2 separate regions of the Bicyclus anynana genome follow, and region 2 is linked to region 1. The links are chromatin contacts, called in public Hi-C maps. All regions are on one chromosome and are shown on one strand. The core of a region is the stretch at or near the end of the contact, and the rest is flanking DNA. Distances in the headings are between cores, read along the strand shown.

The links. A called contact is a pair of places that touch in the nucleus more often than the background predicts.
Region 2: a Hi-C map of whole body shows a contact between it and region 1, with 3 times the contacts expected there. The contact joins the enhancer-like site here to the promoter of LOC112045643 in region 1. A contact is called at or near these places in 2 of 2 Hi-C or Micro-C datasets (whole body and whole larva).

What each region holds. Positions count from the first base shown.
Region 1 is chr4:8,228,390-8,233,654 of ilBicAnyn1.1, reverse strand. LOC112045643 reads right to left here and starts at 3,621. Exons shown (of 11, transcript XM_052881419.1): 1 at 3,379-3,621. LOC112045650 (dynein regulatory complex protein 9-like) reads right to left here. Exons shown (of 5, transcript XM_052881221.1): 5 at 4,902-5,105. The coding sequence ends at 4,902.
Region 2 is chr4:8,277,518-8,282,524 of ilBicAnyn1.1, reverse strand. All of the region lies in intron 2 of LOC112045643, which reads right to left. Among protein-coding and RNA genes, the nearest start is that of LOC112045643, 50 kb to the right of the region's middle. Within about 2 kb of position 2,119, at least 4 of the 8 cell types and tissues checked have open chromatin away from gene starts, as enhancers often do.

The DNA of each region.
Region 1 (5,265 bases), core at 2,372-4,871:
TCTGGTTACTCTGTGGCTTGAAATGAATGAAGTATCTACTTAAAATTACCTACCTACCTACTTAAAGTTACTCGTCACTAAACTTATTCGCAAACTTACCGTGACCTATTGATCAGTGTATGGTAAAAACCGTTTTCCACCAAGAAAATTTGGCCCTCAATCCATATTTATCTTTCTATTAAATTTTTGGTGCACTGTCACAGTTTACGTAACTCGGTACTTGTTTGTTTCTTTACACGGAACCCTTAAAGAGCGTCGCAACACGCGCTTGTTTTTTTTTTTTTATTTAAAAATTAACTTTCCATTAAGTAGTAGAGTTGTATCAACAATGTCGGCGGTCGACTCACGACTTGTAAATCTTGTAATACAAGGAGGAGCACAAGCTTGGAGCTCGTGATTTGTGCAATTACCGACGGGCGGCACATATCTGTCGGCAATTTGCCCCCTCCGCAAGCTCTGCTGATCGCCTTCTCGGAAACGCAGTTGCAGCGAGCGCTAGGGCGATTAACGCACTAATTACCACGCACATTGTCGTTGCCGCTGTATATCACGGATCGCAAAAACACTGCTAGTTTCTCTACGTAAGTAAATATGGGAGCCCGGCGCGGACTTGTTTCTTTGGTTTGATGTACTACAACCTGATTACAACTTAATACGTGAAGTCGATTTATGTTGAAATTTAAAATTACGCACTGGTTTTGTTTCGCCAGTATTATTTATAGGAAAAATGACGAATAACTACTATTGATAAACAATGAAAATTTATTTGCCGCTAGGCACTTTATAGGTCTGAGTGGTTCAGATTCTTTGTTGGTTTTTAGAGAGTTTTTTTATGCAATATAGGTTCGCGCCAATTAGCGCCGGCCCGAAGCAAATTTTGAACTGGAGCGAGATCCAATTATGGCGCCTCTCCTGTTTGCTCCTAATAGTCGATATGAGACATATACCTGTCATCATCATCATCATCATCATGTCAGCCGATGGACGTCCACTGCAGGACATAGGCCTTTTGTAGGGACTTCCAAACATCACGATAGATAAAAATGAAACGCGAAGATCTCAATCATACTCTGGGGTGACCAATCTCGAACCTACTCTGGGGTGACCAATTAAAAAACAGTCGCAGCATCGTCTACGGTTGACTAGGATTTCATCTATCTTTAGGATCATTTAGATGCTCTCTAGGATTTGGCGCTTTGAAAACTACAAAAGTAATGTAATGAAATTCATTTCTATTCATTATTCTATGAAATAGGCTTTTGTTTAACCACCATCTCACCTTATAGTAAGTATAATGGTGTGCACTTCATAGATGCAAAAATAGACTGCCTACCCTGAGGATGAGGACTCATTATTATACCTGAATTGGAGAAAGAATTTCCCAAGTTTTGCATGCTACTGTAGTGTAGGCAATCATAATTCATTGTATGACTAATTGCAATTGAAATCAATTAAGCTTAGTTTACAAGCACTTCTGAACCGTCAAGTTATGTCATGATTTAATGGTGATAAATTAAAGTCGAAAACTTAAAATTAAAGTTACGAACGTGCCTTGGTCTGACAAGAACATAGTGGTTAGCATCTCAATAGATTTCAAAAAAAATAATAATATTTGTATTTATTTTCCTAATTTACAAATAAAAACCAAAGCTTCTATGCATTCTTAAACCATTTCATATCATTTCATTTCATATTACCAATCCAATTAGGATAGAACTTTTTACACAATATAGTATGCAATATGTTGTTCACTTAACATGTGCTTCACATCTTTGTTTTTTTTTTCATAGGTTTTTGTAAGTAAATCTTTGATTAGATCCAGGGCTATAAACAAATATGTTGTGCTTATCATAGTCTTGTTGATCCTCATTAGGAGTTGGTGCACATTTGGTTGTCTTGGCTTCAAACGTTCAGGTTGCATAAGCCGTCATTCGTATGAGCGTTTTTTTAATGAAGTTTTTGCGAGCAGTGTTGCATTTTCAATTTTGGGCGTTGGAAATAGATTTTCATTTAACTTCATACTATATTTGAATGTCACTTTAACGTCTTTCTACTTTACTATGTACATTTGTAAACTGTGGTGGAGTTCTCTGTTGTAATAAAGTAATTCAATTCTATAAATGAGCGATCAACATTTAAAAGTCATTTTTTTATTGATCATAAGCACTTATTAAGTATATTATAATAATAATAACAGCCATTATTTAGAACTTGCCTGATTGTCTTTTACAACAAAGGAAACTCCTCCAAGCCTTTCCACAATTCTCAATCCCTTGCAGATTTTGCCTTGCCATCTGTCTTATTTTACCCGGCCTTCCTCTTCTCCTTTGCATAGATGACTTGTATCGCATATACGTGACGGCCTTTGTGGTGCAGCGAAGTGGATTTACAAGACGAATGTCCTGGATTTGATCCCCGGCTGGGCCGATTGAGATTTTCTTAATCGGCCCAGATCTAGCTGGTGGGAGGCTTCGGCTAGTTACTACCCTAATGACAGAGACGAACTATATTGTGTAGAATCCGAAAGGAGTGTGGATTTCATCCAACTCCTAACAAGTTAGCTTCCATCTTGGACTGCATCATCACTTATCATCAGGTGAGATTGTAGTCAGGAGCTAACTTGTAAAGAATAAAAAAAAAACATGCACCAATGTTTTTTTTTTATTCTTTACTGCCTACTTCCACTTGAGTTTTAAAGTGGAGCTTGTAACACCATTTGAACTTCATAAGGGGTAAGTAAATGGATCTGGACAAAGGTGGGCACAGAGACATATAATAGAGGCACATCTAGAAATATCTAGTAGTGGGATCTACACTGATATACACAGCACAGAACACCTTTATTTAAGTTAAGCTATCTCTAGTATTTTAAAAATGAGTACCAGGGTGCAAAATTTAAGTGAGTAAGTACCTACCTGAGTAAATGGTTATTTAACAAATGTCAAAATAAGTTAGGTTTAAATACCTTAATTTTAGGTCGTAAACAAAACAGTTATCTAAACATATACTTAAAAACACTTTGCTGCCTAAACATTAAAAAATAGTTAATTTTAATTCTATTTATTTACTTGTATTACAAGAATTATTACACAATAAATAAAAAAATATAATAATGCCTCAACATTGGTTCTATATGGATGTTCTACAAACAACAGGCATTTTTTTAACATACTTCAATCTCTCGTTACTTGAATTTTTTAAAGTAGGTAGTAGATACTTACTATAACAAATGTTAAGTGTATAACTTGGTCTTGTTTTATGTCCTAAATTTCTAGTCATTTCAACAGTCTACCTACTAAAAGTAAAGTACTTCCGATCTCTTAGTAATTAAGGTTACAAAAAAGACACTCGAAGCATATAAAAAGATTAGTTACTCACCAATTCTAAAGATGATAAATCCAAAATTCCCAGAACTTGTGCAAAACTTTCTTCTAAAAACTATTACGACACAGTTTACCCACAACACATTTTATTAGTAATTATTAAATTAAAAGTGTTTATAAATAATGAATGTTTTCTGTAATAAACAAAACTATCGACTATATTTATTTTAAATTACAGTCTTAACGTTACGACCACATGTCACCGGTATCGGGGCTAATTTTCAACTGGTTCTGAATCTGACATGACATCCGTTAGTCAGTCCGTCAAATTCAATTGACAGTTATTTGACAAGCACGTTGCTTTTGACATTGACAGCAGGGTTTTTTTTTTAAATTGGCTTTATGACTTCAGAATATGACATTTTTAAGCACCGTCTTTTCATCCACTACCACTCAGACGAATTATTGATCTGACTTTAATATGCCGTAGCCTTAGATTCAAAGGCCGTAGCAAAAAAGATCTTGACATGTGAGAGTGACGCCTTTCGTAAAGACTACGTTCCACTTAAGGATCCTAACGATCACCCTCACCACAGTAGTTAACATTTCACCCATTTCATTTGCTTGCAAGCAAGTCAAGTGGAATGAAATATGGAATAAGGAGCGTTTTGTGCTTTGGGCGTTAAGTCGTTAACCCTATTATTTTCACTGAGTATAATACCGGTAGTCGCCATAGTGTTTAAATTAACAGTAGATATATTTAAAGATTGCTTGCTTTTGCATTTAAAATATTGCTGGAAATTAAAATTTTAGTAAGGAATGCAGAGGTCGTATTATTGTTATTATAATCGTCCTATTTGCGTTGATTTAGCAGATATGATAAGATACAACTCTACAGGTTTCAAGTCTCAAAGATGGTACACGAACATCTTTGTTTTACAATAAATTCCATTTTCTCGAAGCGAGGTTCAGTGTATTTTTAATTACCTACTTAGTATGATCGATAAGATCCACAAATGAAACGCATTCTCTACAGTCTTTCTACGATGGGTAAGAGAATATTATTACACCATTGCAAAACTCCACCAATCACAAACTGTGACACAATGACGTCACTGCTTGTGATTGGTGTTTGCGGTGACGTAATTTATAGGTTTAAAAAAATTGTTTCATGAAAATATTAAAATGAGGTGATTTTATAAATAAAAATGTGATTTGATTTTTAGGCAACGAAACTGCCTTTAGGCAAAAAAATCTTCATGTTTTATTGCTGCATGTGTAACTCGTGTGCATTAACTTGGCACCTGGCTCGAATGATGTTTGTACAGTGTTTGTTTTGTAGCCAAGTTACTCAGCACGAACTGTAAATATTATAATAAAAATTTATAATATAATAAAAATTGCGCCGCCCAGCCGGTGGGTCCCTGCAATTACCCTTATTAAAATATAATATTGTAACTGCTGTTTGGAGTCACTTTTGGATTTGTAAGTGAGTAAAAGAGAATTTTGAGATGATCAAGAATATTATTATAATTATATAAGTAGGTGAAAACATTATTTTAAGTATTATTTAGGGCTTTATTTCTTCTTTGTCTTCGCTCCAGGCTTCTTAATGTTCCGCAGATGGCGGTAAACTCCCAGTCCCCGTCGCACCATCACGCCTCTCCACCACGCTTGTATGCGCGTGGCCGCCGTACGCAGCTTTGCTTCACGAGCGAGGCGTGCCGCGCGTTCTTTCTTGAACGTCAACCAGGCGCGCATCTCGCCTTCGTGTGCATTGTACTGTAATTAAACGTTTAAATAAAATATTAAAGTTAATAGACGTCCGCTAAGAACGGATTTCGCAAGAGGTGTAAAGGCGGACGAAGGCGCGGGCGTCCGCTAGTTATGTAAAATGGTAGACACGATTTTGTGTTACGCACTGAAGACCTTTACATTTTTA
Region 2 (5,007 bases), core at 870-3,369, 50 kb before region 1:
TAGCAGAACTTTGTAACAGAGATATGGATTAGATAGGTTGTTCATTTAGGTTCAATTACAAACACGACCAATAGGCTAGTTGACACTTTTTAAAGGGTTATCCCTTAATTCCTCAATGCTACCCAAAGCTATCTAGGTCTGGGTAATAATCTCACCCGGACCTAGATTCGAAAAAAACTCCATTTTCACTCTGAATCCTATAAATCGTGTTTACTGACCTAACTCCATCTAAAGATAGGGCAGTAAGAGATTGAAAAAATATTTGGAACAGATTGAAGTCGAATAGGAAGCGTTTAATATTTTAACGAATTGGAGTCTAGGTTAGGTTGCCATGCAACAGTAATAATGGTGTCTCTAAAATGTTTTTTGAATTGTCCCTTTCAATACGTGTACCTTTCATGCCACCTCTCCCCTAATTAGATAGATTTTAATTTTTAATCTTGTCAACATAACATTGTTTTTCGTGTAATATTATTCGTCACAGCTAACAATAAAGAAAGTCAAATAAATTAAACACAATTCAACATAACAACAACATGTAGTAAAAGCTAACCTATCAAATCAAACTTAAACAGTATTAACTTGTTGATACTCAGTCTATTACGACTTCCTACTTAATGATGCAGAGTTTGAATGCAACTTAATGGTGCATTATTCTTGGAGTCGTCAGCCCACCGGTGCTAGTGGCGTAACACATTCGCAGCTGCCAATGACAAAAGTTCCACGAAACGGGGATTACATTATTAATCTCTGGCGAGCTAAGACCAATTATAGAAGGACCTGTATCGCACCCATAGTCACGAACAAAATTGTCTGTCAATTTCTGAAGAAAACGAGCTTAGATTTGGTATATATCTTATACTAAAGTAGAAGTTTTTGCCCGTTTTTTACACAATTCAATTACACAAAAAGGTATTTTTACGGAGCTCTATAACCGACGAACACGATTAGAACTATTTAACATCGATACTATAGAGACAGTTTCTATAATCGCATTAGATCGTTGATCATATACTTTGACAGAAAAGGAACGTCTAGCGAGGCAGGTCCTATACAATAATTGGTCTGAGCTGGCGAGGAAATAGTAACAATTGTTAATGGAATTACGGAGAGAATCACTCTGTGATAAAGCTTAAAATATTGAAACCCACCCATCCACCTGGTACGTGATATTTTGTTATTACATTTATTTCCTATTGGCTATAATGCATACTTAGCAGAAGTAAAAAGAATTCAACAACCATTGGCCATCATTGTTACGAGATAAATCACCAATCGCAATTAACAGATGATATTCGACGATATCATTCATTCATAAATAATATTATATACCTAGTAGGTACACTAATATTATAAAGATGAAAGATTTGTATGTAACAATTAAACTATACTATATTAACTGAAGAGATTTGAAAAATTATATCAATAAAAAGGTACATTATCAGAGAGTAACATGGGCTATACATTATTTCCGTATTTCCACATGGAATGGAAATTATACGCGGGAAAAATCGCGAGAGAATTCTGCTAGTCATAAATAATGTTGCGCCCATAGTACGGTTTTGTGGTTTAGGAACAAATAACTATTAACGTATCGTCATTGTATAATGAATTGAAAGGACGAATTAATGAGTCTCCGAGACTGTCGAAAGAAAAACGCCAAATTTGGACGTAAAACTCGACTGTCTCAACCATCCCGTTATTTAAATGGGTCTGTCGCCGCCACCCTCTGACGTCACAGATGACCCTCTGACGCCATGACGTCCCATTAGGGTATTAACCTATCAACGGCTCCAATAAAAACTAGTACTTGGCTAAATATTTAGATTCCCATAATTCGGTGAGAGGCCGCACCACTCCCGGCAGCTGTAAATCGTTCAGGGAACGAAGCTTGCGCAAACAAATCGTGACGTGATGGCAACGATTCCCGGGAACAGTAAAGTTTTGCGGTAGCCGTTTTTGAATCGTTTGAAAGTTAAACAAACTTCGCACGATGTTTCATCGCAAGGCCGCGCGGGGATTGTTTCCGAGAAACTTCGGCCAACCGCGACCTGGTGAGTATCCATTCGGCAGATACACCGGCAATAGTCGCTCACTTGCAGATATATGCTTATAACTGTACTCGATATTGTGTTGCTCTTCCGAGCTAATGGAACTTTCGAATCGCGCACATCGTTACGTTCCTACGTACCGTAGTTCAATATTAAATTCTCGGAAAGAATATTTCAAAAGTATTTCGTATGTTTACGGTATTCGCGTCCCTGGGAGAGCGTTGCTAATGCTTCTATATGTGTTATGAAGCAGTGACTCACGCTGTATGGATGCTCGGATTCAATATACATTTTTATATTTCAATCGCAACAGGTTTTGTGAACATAGCGGTAGATGAGAAAAAGTCCCGCAAAAACTGAAAAGAATCAAATTCGTTTTACAATCCTTCAATTATTAATAGTTTCCGCGACTTTAACCAACCGCATTGAATTCACGTTGCCTGCACAAAAGGTATATAAAAAGTAGGTATTCTTTGTGTAGATCTAGGACGTGGTCTGTGCTAAATTTCGCTGAAATTCGATATTAAGGTGTAAACTTTCACACTTAGGTACTATACTAGTGCAAGATGTATAATATATTTCATCACAAAATGTATAGGTAAACTATACTTTTATATAATTGCGTTTTTACTTTTTACTTTTATATAATTTTAAGAAATTAAAAATCACGTGTCTCAAACCGTGAAGGAAAACATAGTGAGGAAACCTGCATACCAGAGAATTTTCATAATTCTCTTCGTGTGTAAAGTCTGCCAATCTGCATTGGGCCAGCGTGGTGGACTATTGGCCTAACCCCTCTCATTCTAAGAGGAGGCTCGAGCTCAGCAGAGAGCCGAATATGGGTTGATAATGATATAATTGCGTAAGTACTGTATTTTCCTACGACTTTCAACGTCTTCATAAACACACTCTTAAGTCGTAAAGATGTATCTAAGAATACCACATTATGACTCGGTTTCGCTTGGTATTCGCGTTTGACGAATACATATTTTCCTCTGACCGATTTTATTATATTACGCGAAATCGAGGCACTGTAAGTCCTATTCAGACTCAACAGTGTGTCATTGTTCGTTATTTTTCCGCAACAATGAAGATTCGAAGAAAAATTATTGAAACGAGTTGCGGTACACGCACGCGGTTTTGCCGACGGAAATCCACAACAACGTGGACGATAAAACGAAAGCCTGCGACAGCCAGACATACCACTTTTTATAAAAACTTAATGTTTGTTAACCCATTCTCCTACCATAGGTCTCAGACCAATTACGAGTACCTACCTTCTATTCGACTTGTATCGCATCCAAATTCACCAACAAAATTGTCTGTCGTTTTTGAAGGAGACGAGGTAAACTCACACATTGAAAATATTTAACATCAATAAATATATCCTGTACACTACACACAACCATAAATTTTAAATCGTAATAGACACTCGTATAATTTTAACACAATGTAACATCGATTCTATAGACGCAATTTGTATGACACGTTTGATCATGATCATATATTTTTGACAGGGGGTAATCTCTAGCGAGGCAACGCGAGGCGAGGATCCATAGAAGGTAGGATTGGTCTGAGACCATAGGTAAATACCATACCAGACCATAGGTAGCCATTTGGACCGTCGTGGCTTTGAAAAGGTGGAAAACCTCTTTGTCCAAGTATTAAACTAAAATGTTTGATATTTTCTAGGGAATATCATGAGGAATCATGTATTCAGTCGCCAGCTTACTTACAACCTTTCTATAGAGACTTAAAGTTTCACCTTTAACTATGCCATCGAAGGGTTGCCGCGACGCTGAGTGGCAGGCGACTGGGGACATGATTCTCATATTATGCCGAGAAAAATAAAGAAATACGATTTCTGCCTACTTGGTAGGTTGTGGGTCTGGATAGCACTCGCTTTCTTTCACTTTCTTTCTTAATAAAATGTAGTACGTGTGGCTGTCACAGGCGCAAACGACTGCACGAGTAAATGGAAAAAGGTATAAAAAAAGCCGAATGCAGACAGAGTGCGGTGCACTTTGTAGTCTCCGCTCGGAAGTTTTTTGCTCCTCGGTGCAAAACTGCAAATGTTCATGACGTGAGACGACTCCAGCGACTTGAGGGCAATTATTTTGAGATTAGTCTGTCTCTGACAGTATATTATTTTCTTTCAACGATTCTTGTGCGAAAGGAAGTTTATTATGTGAGAGCTTTACGAAATTACAATGCAAAGGCTTACATACATACGAGTCGACGCCCGCGGCGGTGGACGACTGTATCATCATCATTGACAGCCAAAACGCAACCGCGATATGTGGTTACACGTTGTATTGTAAAAAGAACTAATTGTGACGTGAAGGGTAGCAACGACAATGATTGTACCATTATTTTGTGGCAGAGGAAGCACCTCGAGCAGGTCCCAGGACTTGTGACCTTGGGAGTAGATTTAAGGGATACCTTTAGAATGCATCACCTTCCCTGCTCGACATGTTCTCCATGCCCACACTAAACAGTTTATGATAAACAATAATTACAACACAAAACATTATTGCACAAAGTTAACGCGACTGGCAGCGTAACGGTGTCTACGCTGCCTAACAAACAACTGAGCTCAAGTCATCAAATATTCTTTTATTTATACCTAAACTGATACCTCCCCTCCACAATAATATAAATAATGAATGTTAATACCACCTGTAGGTAATCGAGGAGCTTGTAACATAATTCAGTTTGGTTCCCAAATGGAATTATGCAAGACAAAGCAACTTAGCTAGCAAAATGAAAGGTGTGTGGATTTTCATCCTACTCCTAACAAGTTAGCCCGATTTCATCCTAGATTGCATCATCACACACCTACAGGTGAGATTGTAGGTAAGGGGTAACGTGTAAAAAAAATACATGGCTACAGCCCGTGTGCTTTATCTTCACTTCGCCGGCAACGATATAAATTAGATCAAAACATTAATGCTAG